2 separate regions of the Mus musculus genome follow, and region 1 is linked to region 2. The links are chromatin contacts, called in public Hi-C maps. All regions are on one chromosome and are shown on one strand. The core of a region is the stretch at or near the end of the contact, and the rest is flanking DNA. Distances in the headings are between cores, read along the strand shown. Region 1 has its middle 17 kb from the start of Gm34770. Region 2 has its middle 38 kb from the start of Gm39350.

Region 1 (6,283 bases), core at 2,618-5,117, 120 kb before region 2:
AAACCATCAAGTTGAGGCCCCTCCCTCACCCTAGAAGTAGCTCAGATGTGGAGAGCGTACTTCCTCATCTCAGGCTGTGGGGTTGCCTCCCTGTCTCTGTCTCTAGGGCACAGAATGCACACTGGACCCAGAACGTGGAAACATAGGGCTTCTCTTCCATTCACGACTGCTGTGGCGTTGTTGCCCTTACTGGCTGAGTCCTTGCTCCGGGGTGTCCCTGGGGACAGACACAAAGCCAAATGTGGAAAAGGAGTAAGCTCTTCCTCTGTCTAGCCTCCCCACTTTAGAGATGAGATCAGAAGGAGAGAAAGAATTGACCCAGTCTATAAGCCTGCATAGACATTACAGACACAGCTGAGACTGGGTAACGCCGCAGGGGCTGCAGTTGTCTGCAGACGAGAGACTGACAACCTGGGATCCTTGCACAGCAGGCAGGCGTGGGCCAGTTCACTGGAGCAACATCATAAGCTCCCCAAGGGGATGGGGAATCCGATGGAAAGGAGCTTAGTAGCTTCAGCACCTAAAACTAAGAACTGTGGTCTCTAAGGCTCCTTGCATCTGGGATAATGGGGAATGCCTGCCAGCGGTAGAGAGAGCCTTCTGCACAAAGAGGGCTACTGGCCGTCAACCAGTATGCCCTCTGAAGTGAAGGGCTGGACCCCTTCAAAAGTCACCTCTATTATGTTATCATTGAAGTTAGTGTATGTGGACGCACATTCTGTAGTGTGTGTGTGTGTGTGTGTGTGTGTGTGTGTGTGTGTGTAGGCAGAGACAATGTTGTGGAGTTGGTTTTCTCCTGCTACCTTTACATGAGTTCCAGGGGTGGGCGTTTGGTCATCAGGCCATGTCAGGGTAAACTCCATTCACTAGCTGAGTCACTGCCTCAGCCCGGGTCTGAGCCTCTTAATATACCCTGTGGGTTCAGTGTCTGAGTCCATGAGGGGTCCCTACATAGAGAGAATCTCAGGCCTAGGAGATGGGTATAGAACATTGCAGAAGCTCAGCAGGAATTGGTGCCAGAGCCATCTTGGTTTGGTTCAAGGACTGTGGCCTATACACCTCTGTGTCCTTGGGATCTTGGAGAATGGAGTCCAGTGGTCCTGTCTCGTGAGGTGAACAGATCTGTCATTTCATTCTGGCCTCTCCTCTACTTGGCTGTGTCCATGGGTGTGTGACCTGTCACCTGAGTGGGGTTTTGCACTCCCATCCTGGCAGCAGCAACTCCGCCCCTGTGAGGTCTTATGCAGATACGTGACGCTCTTGACCTGAAGCTGAGGGCGGAAGTGGTTTGAATCCCACATCTTGATTTACTGGGTGGGGTAGTCACCCTTCACCGTTGCTTTTTCAGTCCAGACTGGATGTGGTTTTCTTGCTCTCTCTCTCTCTCTCTCTCTCTCTCTCTCTCTCTCTCTCTCTCTCTCTCTGTGTGTGTGTGTGTGTGTGTGTGTGTGTGTAAGAGAGATACAGAATGTCTTAGTTACCCTTCTTTCTTTGTCCCTCAAAGTCTGCCCTCTTTGAGGCACTAAGGACTCCCCAAAGCTGGCCCATCATGGCCAGACGTCATGGAGCCCAGTCAGGCACAGACAGGCCTGGGAAGATTGCAGTGCACATTAGTGGAGAGAGAGCATTTCTGATGCAGGTGAAAGTGGAGTAGGGGTGTCTTGCATGAATGTCACAGAAAATAAAATAACGTGAAGTAATTACACTTCATTTTATCTCCGTGGGCTCTTAAATCACATCAGCTGTTACCTCAGTTTTAGAATGTGAGATAGACCCACGCCTGACTAAGCAGCAAATTAGCTAGTTATTTTCTTTAACTGCCTCCGGGTCTCCTCAGAGAGGCCCTTCACTTCCAGCCTGGTTGCCCCCCAAAAGGATTTACAAGTCCCTGAGAGCCCTTGCTCTTCAGAAAGAGAGCCTCTCCATCAACCCACCTTTCCCCAGATGCCCCACTATGCTGGGCCTCAGTTTCCCAGTCTGTCAGGGGACCAGTTCTTCTTCACAGGTCTGGTTTAGTGATCTAGCTGCTCTAGGTTTCCCTGGGACCTTTTGGTAGTGAGTTTTCACCGTGCCTGGGTTACCTAACTCTCGCCCTGGAGCATTGAGATAGGAAGGACTCGGGGAGGGGTGACTTAGATCAGCCAGCCTCAGAGAGTGTGTCCAAGATCACATGGCAAGAAGGGAGTCTTGGTGAGGTCTGGGCTTCTCCCTGGGCGGTTGTTTTAAAGTCATCACCAAGCTTGCATAGACAGTCATTTTTAAACTTGGGACATACAGTATAATGGCTTCATGTCAAATACATGAGATCCATTAAAGGGGGAAAAGAGGACTCTGAGTTATTTTACTGACATGATCTGGTCACACGATTGGAAATGCAAATGAGGAGGGTTACTGGAGAATTCCAGTTAGGACTCTTCACCGAGAACGTCAGATGACCCAAGGCCTTCTCCAAAGCTGGGGTACAGAGAAACCTCAGCCCCGAAAAATCCAGAGAAAAATCATGTAAAAATTCTCCAGCTGCCCAGACTACAAGGACTGATTCCCAAGAGGGCCCACATGTAATCAGAGATGGGTCACCTAAGTGTCACTTTGTATAACTACCGGCTTGCTGACTTGGTGGAGGGGAGGGAGCAGACTACCATCCAGGCGGTGCACCACAATCGTGTACATGTATACGTCAGAGTTACACAGGGACACCACATGTGCACAGGCGTGAGACATGGTCACATGGACACAGACAACAGCCCAGCCATGTAGAGCTCATTTGTCTCCCAGCAGTGACTTTTGAAATAAAGATGAAGGGTACGTGTGGATGCTGCCCTCTCCAGCGACTAGAACCTCATAGCTGTCTCGGATGTGAGCATCAAGGTAGCACCTTTGGGAAAGCCCTTTCAGCTCTGTAGGCCACGCCTGGAGGTGCCAGTGCCAGGACAGTGATGTGTCGGCCACAGTTCTTGCAGGACAGGGCAGGACCATCTCGCTTAGCCTGGTCTGGGCCTCTTTAGCTCTCATCAAAGCCACGCACGGCAGTCTATGGTTCTTTCCAGTCTGACCCAGTTCCTCCATGGACACCAGCTGGAGATCTGGGGTGCCTTCTGTGGGTTACAGACAAATCTTACGTGACCGGAATAATTTCTAATAGTTTTACCAGCTGCTAGTATGGAAATATTAGGCATGTCATATTTAAATATAAAATTTCCAAAGCTACAAATTTGGCCTTTTCACAACCTGGAGGCTGTGGCTTCACTAGTCAGGCTCTCACATGGCCCTGGTCACTCAGATGAGTGTCTTCAATCCTTTTATTCAACATACATGTGCTAGGCTCCACCCTCCAGCCTCAGTCGGCTTCCATGCTCTCCAGGTTCTGTGGTAAAACCGAGACCCACCTCTGTCTTGTTTGATAGATAAAGAAGCAGAAGTCAGGGCAAGGGTTACAAAAACTGCTCAAAGAACACATCTCCCCTTTCAGAGAGCTCCAGTATGCAAAGCCGTTTGCAGGCCATGCTGGGCTATTGAGCTTTACCCTACTCTCAATACACAATGCATGTTACCCCTGACATCACCATATGATGCACCTTGCCCCTGCCATACAGTATACCCCATCTCCCCCACACAACATATCTCTCTCCACCCCCACAATGCACCACACACCTCCACCCCTGACACACACCTCACTTTCACCCCCACACCGTGCATCTTCCCAAGGGGAGGGTTCTAAATAAGCCTGGGCTGATTCTCCACTCAGCCCCTGAAGCATGCTTATCATTCCAAGATCTCCACTCCAGCATCCCAGGTCTCAAAGGCTGAGCCAGCGCTCCCTGACAGCTCTGCTGTGGAGACAGGCTTCCTCTAGTCTCCTGTCGCATGCTCCCACCCACTGTCGCCTGTTCTGCGAGCATCGAGTCCACAGTCACTAGCCACCACTCACGGCTTGCTCAGAATGATCCCTCAGATCTTGGACGCTGGCCCGAGGAGCCCTGCGTATGTATAGATCTCATTTTCACACAACAGGCTGCCTAGCAGATGGGGACCCAGACCAGCCTCCAACGTTTAGCTGAGTGTAAGATGTGGGAAACTAGAGGGCTTTGAAGCAGCCCCTTACTGTTGCCAGCGTTCAACCTCAGAATTTTCATGGAGGGGGAAAAAAAACAAACCCTAAACTTTAAAAAAAAAATTAAAAAAAAACAAACTCAACAACAGCAACACACACATATACACAAACCCAACAAAACCACAGCTTTCCTTGCTCCCCCAAACCAGATGGCAGATGGTATGGAACCAGTAAAACACAGCCTCAAGCATTTGTTTACTTAGCAGTGAGTGTAATATGGCTTTGTAGTCCCTTGCTAGGAAACACCAACCTTCTAACCAAAGAAGCGATGTGTTGGAGTGACACCTTGGAGGAGCTGTTGGAGGAACTGTGCCCAAGTGTCACAGGACCCAGGAAGATGGGACAGGCTGAGGCCTCTCTGGTTGGTGGATCAGGAATTCAAGGTCATCCTGGCTACAAATCAAGTTTGAGTCTAGCCTGGGCTAATGAGACCCTGTCTCAAAAAGATAAGGATTTCCTTTCTGATCTGGGAAGCCCCCAGAGAACCCTGTTCCATTCTAATGAACTGATCAATTTGCAAGAGATGTTGGGCTAGCCAGTGGGAGTCCTCATTGTAAGCACTAACTGATGATATGTGTCTGCTGCTTGCCTTTTGTCTCCAAGGCAGCCTGCCACAGGAAGAATATGTCTGTCTCATTGTTGAAACATCTGTGGAAGGCACTGCTCTGGGCCACTCGCCGATGCCAAAGAAGGGCTTGCGCCCCTGAGAAAAGAATCTGTTTTATGGTTTGGGCCTTAGGGTGCTAGAGAATAAGAGCGTTGTGCTTTACCACCGTTCTTTCCGTTGTCATCCAGGAGACTCACAGCTAAAATTACATGCCAAGATTAAATAACTAAATTAGTTAAGTGGCAGAAACCCAAGCCAAACAATTTTAAGTAAAAAGGTAACTTATAAGGTCAAAGAAATACAGATGGCTTCATAGATGGCTGGAATTGTGGTTAACAGGCCTCCCCTTTCTAGGGAGGCCTTAGACTTGCTCTCTCCACAAGCCAGCCACCACAGCCCCAAACTTCTCAAACCTAATCCTAGCATCCATTAGAGTCCCCTTGGGAGCATCTGACGGGTCCTTCTTGACACGTGCTTCATCTGCGGGCTGTTTATAGTAGCCAGAGACTCAGAGGATTCTGACGAGGGTTGGACCGTGTGTGACTTAGGTGGAAGAGGGGACCATCCACTCTATGGAAGCACATGGAACAAAGTTCCTAAGGCATGTGGGGGGAGGGGAAGCAGTCACAGGATGAACCCTAACATAGCTTTTTAACCCTGCCCTTTACCTCAATTCATGTATGTCTTTCTTGAAGATTCATGTTATCAGATGTCTCTTTTTGTAGCAATTGATCCTAAAAGCTATTAACTACAGGTATAGTCTATTCTGAATGGATGAGGGAGAGACTGAAGAGATTCAAGAGTGTATGGGTTGGAGTGTTTCTTTAGTAAACAGTACCCTTGTGGCCTGGGAATCCTGGCACTCATTCTGTTCCCAGGGCTGTGTTACAGACAACGCTGTGGTTCAAGGTCACCTTGACCAAAGCCCGATGACTGCATCTCTGATGGCTGAAACTCAGAAGCCTGACATCTGGCAGGGGCTCTTCCTGTCCTGTGTCTGATTATGGCTTTTCTTTTTCATCCTTTCCCTGGATGCCTCTGCTCCCACTGGCCAACCCAAAATTTCTTGCAAATCAATCAGTTCATTAGAATGGGACAGGATTCTCTGGAACCTTCCAGACCAGAAGGGAAATTCTTTTTGAGACAGGGTCTCCTATAGCCCAGGCTAGATCCAAGCTTGGTTTGTAGCCAGGATGACCTTGAATTCCAGATCCACCAACCTCCATCTCCCAAATACTGGCTCTTGTACAGTCAGACCCAATGGAAGTGCTAGGATTGAGCTGGTGTTTTGTGCTAGCCTGGTAAGCAGTGGATTAACTGGGCCACATCCCCACCCCCAAGGAAGACATCTTTAAGAATGTTTTGTCTATAGATTTGTTCATCGTTGGGCAGCAAATTACTGAAAAGATGGCAACTTTATCCAATATAGGCCTTTATCCTCTCCCATCATCCTGATGTCAAGAGACCAGGTAGCCCAATGGAGTCTTCCCAGCAGGCCCAAGAAGCTGTAATGGGGTTGTTAGACTGCAATCTCACCAGGAGGCTTGACTGAGGAGAAGAGATGA
Region 2 (5,458 bases), core at 357-2,856:
GCTATAACAACCTCATTGTCCATCAACAGAAAACAGATAATGAAAAATTGGTAAATATACATATGTGTGTGGAATAGAATAGAATACTATTAAATACTAAAGGAAAAGAAGTTTAAGAATTTACAGGAAATAATTGGACTTAGAATGTATAAGTGAGATCACATATCTCAAAACCAAAAAAAAAACCTGCATGTTCTTTCTCATATGCAGAATCTAACCAATAGCATATGTGTATATGTAAGCCACTGTACACATGAGTACATATAACATGTAGAAAAAAGAAAGGCTAAACATGAGGGGGTGAGGAGAGACTGAAGGCTCAGTGCAGGTGACAGACACAAGTCATGATCGACGATATAAAGTTATTCTAAGTCTAACTCTGTCACAGACATTTGGGGGTTTGGTGCTAGATGCACCCATTGGTGAGAGGGTAAAATGTAACAGTGGTAACAGGGATTGTGTTAACCCTACAGCTCCCGTTCTGAACACCCATTCTAACTGTGTGGGACTTCACTGAGTTATATCGATTTTGAGGGTCTGGTTAATTTTTAGTGGTATTTTTATTTGCAAATTTGTTGTATATACATTTTATAAAATAAAACTTAAAACATTACGATTAAAAACCCGAAACAGCTGAAAGGAAGGGGAGCCTGTGTTGTCACACAGCGGTGAATTTGGGTCCCCGGGCTTGGCTCTGGTGGTTCTGAGAGTGAGGTAAAGTGGAGAGAGCGTCATAGAGAAGCTTAAGGAGGAAGCCATCAATCTCACGAATGATGGGAGGCAGAGAGCAAGACAGAGAGTGGTCCTTGACAGGATAGAGCCACAAAGGATGTGCCCTCAGGGCCTACTTCCTCCACATAGGCCCTACCTTCTAAAACATCAAGCACCTTCCAAATGGCATGTCTGCTGGGGACCAACCCTTCAATATTTTCATTTTTTAATGTGTGTGTTCATGTCTGTCACTATTGACACATTCAAACCACAGTGTACATATGGGTGTCAGAAGACAACCTCCAGAGTTGGTCCTTGCCTCCCACCTTGTTTGACATGTCTCCTTATTGTTCCCCAACATATACACACCAGCCCAGCTGACCCACGAGTTGCAAGGATTTTCTCCTCTCTTCCTCTCATCTCCTATCAGTGCTGTGTTGAGTCACAGCCCTAGTGGGGGAACGTTTCGTGTTCAAACGTGTCCACTGCTCTGTGAATAACTATCACGATGCCTGCAGTTCTCCTAGGCTGCAAAGCAGGGGAGAAACATGCACTTCTATCCACGAGCAGGAAAATTACCTCACAGATAGCTCTGCTCTGCCTGAGTCGGGGAAGCAGAAGTCCTGGGGTTATCCCAAAGACTCTGCACCACAGCATTTGGCAGAGCTGGGCCAAGAGGAAGACCCTTGCCTCTCGTTCTGTGTGCCTCACATCTGTTCTCAACATCTAGGGACAAGCTGGTCCAACCATGACACCCCCCCCACCCGCCCCCAGGCAGTTATTCTCCCTGTGGCGTTGCCAGCCCATCAGGCCAGCAGACACAATGAGACCCAGACTCCCCTCTGGGCCAGCTGGAATTCTGGCTCAGTGTCTGCACCACAGTTTGAGAATCCCTTGGCCAGTTAATGAGAGAGCCTGGCTCAGGCCGTCCTATGATCTCATAGCCTTTGAGTGGGTCACATTCCCTAGTTCCCAGTAGCATTGCTTGGAGAGGCATAATTCCGTCGCCTTGGATTCATTCCTGAAGTTACCATTTGTCTTTCTCTTCGTGTCTCTGAACTAGCTGAGGGCACCGTCCGCGTCTTACATAGCTTTCTACTTTCCCTGGATGCAGTCCATTCCCTGGCACAGTACCCAGGCGGTGGACATCAAGAACCGGACCACACCCCATGTGAGACATTTGCAGAGACGTGGAACTTAACCCGGGAGACCTAAGGCACTTCCAAAACATGTCTTAGGTTATGACTCAGGTCTAAAAGAGGAGACCAGAGACGAGTATATTTAACAGGCTCCAAAGTGCTGGTGATCTGACTCTTGCGTCACTTGGAACTCATGGCTTAGACCTTGATGCTGAGTTTGGCTCTGGGGATCGCTCATTGGGTACAGGGTATGGGCTGCCTGACTGAGGGGATGGGCATGGGCCGTGTTCCCTGGAACTCCTGCATGTTTCCATGCACATGTAGCACACATGGCACCTGTCACATCTGACACTCAGTCTCTTCCTGACTTGTCCTTGATCGGGTCAATGAGCCTCCTGCCTTCTTGACTTTGAAAAGTATTGACTTTGCCTCCCAAGGAAGCCTCATCCTTGAACCTTGAACTGTCAGTGACCTAGTGTTGATTTCAGATTTGGGTGATCCTGGGAGCCCTCATTAAAAGGACTTTGGGAAACACTACTTCCTATGTAGTTTTCCCTCTGGTGGAATCCACTGCCCCTTTTTGTCACTTCCGTCTCCTTTGAGTTCTTTTCCAGGAACTGCTATCTTAACCCCACCCAGCTAAGAAACTTAACTCACAGCTCTCCCCCACCTTCCCCTCTTGCTCTCTTTACAATCACTGACAGCATCTAGAACTTCAAATTGCATCGTTCACCACCCATGGGAAGGTATTACGAGGTCCTAGGGATATCTGAGGAAGAGCTACAATGGACGCATATACAGGTGAATCTGGAGTTGATATCAGCTTCTAATCTAATTTGAGGCTTTAATTTTCAAAAAATTGTTATCATTATTAGGATATTTAGTTATTCTATCTTTTATTTTACTCGTCAAGAACACTGACACATGATTAAGATGTGCCGTGTTGACTTCATGACACTGTGCCCTCCCTGGTATACTCTGTGTGGCATCAGACAGCTCCAAGAGAAGGGTCAAATGCATGGAGTTGGGGGAACGAACAGGCCACCCAGAGCTTAGACCTGAACTCACAAGAGCTTCGTAAGTCTCCAACACACAAGTCTGAAAGAGGCAAGAAGACATGTGTCCCTGTGTACGTCTAGTCTCTGGACCTTGAGAGCTGTGGTGTAAGGATGGTGGCGATCCTCCTAGCACACATTAGGGACTGTGATGATTGGGAGGCTGAGCCTGTATCAGAAGGCAATGGGACTCGTGGCCTGGCCAAGGCTCCCTGGAAGACTCCCTAAGGAGTAGCAGTTGAGGACAAGGAACCTGTGAGATCTGGGTGTTACTACCAGTGGGGTCTTGCTTGTCTTCTGAACAGCTTTGGCTATAGGCCGATCAGAAGCCATGTGGGAGGAAGGCTCATGGCAACCTAGTCTTGTGGCTTTAAATACCAGCTCTATGCTAATGCCGCCCACATTTATATTTCCAGCTCAGACCTCTTTCCTGGACGTCAGTCGATATATCCGAACACCCACTCAACATCTTGACTTAGATGTCTAACAGGCATCACAAACTCCACAAATCCAAAGTCCCTAAGCCACCCCCTCCCCAAACCCTCTCCACCCACAGCCTCCCTACGGCACCAGTAACACCTCTAGCCTACTGCTCATCTGAAATATTTGGTGCCTCCTCCACCCTCCCCCCCCCATGTCCAATAAAGCAGCTTCAGCTGGATCCACACTCTGGCCACTGTCCCTACTTCCCTGCTAAGCCACACCACCCCCCAGTGCAAGCCACTGTCACCATATAAGGTGCCCAACATTATGAGCACATTATTTCCTGAGTCTCCCAGGTCCCATTTCTGTCACCCTACCCGCTCTCTCTAGTTGGGGGCAGGATGGCTGGCCAGTGAGCCACTAAGAATCTGCTGTTTCTGCCTCATTGATGCTCAGAGTTCAAGAGCTCACTCGCTCAGTTCGCTCACCCTCCTGCCTCACCTTTCATGTTTGTGTTGGAAATGGAACTCAGGTCCTGGCTCTTGCATGACAAGAACTTTACTCACTGAACGAGCTGTCTTCTCAGCCCCAGATCTGTTTAGTATGGAACCGCAGAGCCTTTGGAAAAATAGTTCAAGTCTCTTGTGCTCAGAACCACGCAACGATCTTCCACACCATGCAGAGCAAGGTCCCTCAAGATGGCCGACAAAGCTCTCTGTGATCTGCACATCCTCTCAGCTCCGTGCATTTGACCTTTGCCCTAGCAGCTCCGTCCTGCCCTTGAGACTGTGGGCTCCGTCTTCTGAGCTCTGCTCAGTCAGTAGATCCCAGAGCTCAGTAGATCACTCTCTCTAAACAGCTCCTCCACCACTTGTCTCCTGGACTGACAACCTCATCTCTACCATGGCTGTTCAAATTTTCTTTTGTCTGTGAAACCACCCTACACATCCCATTTTCCACTGCTGTGCACACCCTCTGAGGCATGCTCATTCCACTCTTGCCAGATCTACCTTACCTTTCATCTCTTCCCCAATTTTCAGAAAAAACAAAAGAAAACAAAACAAAAACAAAACAAAACAAAAAAACAAAACAAAACAAAACAAAAAAAACACCCAACATAGTAGACTTCGGAATTACAGTTAATGTTTTTCTATGCTCTGGAGACAAAATGAGTCTGTTCTGCCTACTGGTGGGCTCTGTGCACCATTCAGATGTCTGCCCTAGTTTGCTTCTCTGTTGCTGTGATAAAACATTGACTGAAGCAGACTTGGGGAGGAAAGGCTTTTCTTCCTCTTAAAGGTTACAGTCCATCATAGAGAGAAGCTACAGTAGGAACGCAAGGCAAGCGCTTGAAGCCGACACCACACACAGAGCACCACCATTTCCTGGCTTGCTCTCAGGCTCACAATTCAGTATCGTTCTCTTTTAGGCCAGGCCCACCTGCCTAAGGTTGGTACTGCCCCCAGTGAGCTAGGCCCTCTTATATCTCTCAGTAATCAAGAAAACTCCCCACAGACATCCCTGCAGGCCAAGCTGATGGAGGGGATTTTTCAATTTAGGCTTCCTCTTCCCAGGTATGTCAAGCTGACAACCGAGAAGCGCCATCATAGTGTCTGAGCAGACACTTAATAAAAGTGGAATGTCAAATGTTTGTCAGAGTTTGCCAGTGTGTCCAATTGGTACAACGAGGTGCGTGGCCCAGGACCAAGCAACAATGATACGAAGCCAGGAGTTCTTTGAGTTACATACAAGAGTTGTGTGAAGCTTCCCGAGGAGGGTAAAAAGAGGGCTCTTTCAAGGAACTCAGGACGGAGCTGGCAAGATGCCACCAAGCCTGACAACCTAGTTCCATCCCTTGGGATCCACATGGTAGAAGGAAAAAAATTGAATCCCTCATTGTCCTCTGACTAACACGCACGCACACATACATGCACACACACACACACACACACATGCATGCACCTACACATGCATGCACACATGCACGCACCATGACATGTATTTCCCCACACCCATACACAGTTAAATAAATAAGTATGATTTTATGGGTTTAAAAAAAAAAAGCCAAGATGAGTGGGCCTCACCAGGGTCCTCAAAGAAATAATTCTGAATACAGATGTTCAATAATAA

The links. A called contact is a pair of places that touch in the nucleus more often than the background predicts.
Region 1: a Hi-C map of cerebral cortex shows a contact between it and region 2, with 3 times the contacts expected there. The contact joins two enhancer-like sites. A contact is called at or near these places in 6 of 484 Hi-C or Micro-C datasets (astrocytes, cerebral cortex, cortical neurons and 3 more) and 7 of 115 datasets of contacts at active chromatin or transcription factors (CD8 T cells, embryonic basal ganglia, embryonic stem cells and 3 more).

The regions. Positions count from the first base shown.
Region 1 is chr9:61,674,900-61,681,182 of GRCm38.p6, reverse strand. No RefSeq gene overlaps it. Among named protein-coding and RNA genes, the nearest start is that of Gm34770, 17 kb to the right of the region's middle. Within about 2 kb of position 3,867, at least 24 of the 459 cell types and tissues checked have an H3K27ac peak or open chromatin away from gene starts, as enhancers often do. A contact at or near this core is called in cerebral cortex, where this site is marked.
Region 2 is chr9:61,555,064-61,560,521 of GRCm38.p6, reverse strand. No RefSeq gene overlaps it. Among named protein-coding and RNA genes, the nearest start is that of Gm39350, 38 kb to the left of the region's middle. Within about 2 kb of position 1,606, at least 49 of the 459 cell types and tissues checked have an H3K27ac peak or open chromatin away from gene starts, as enhancers often do. A contact at or near this core is called in cerebral cortex, where this site is marked.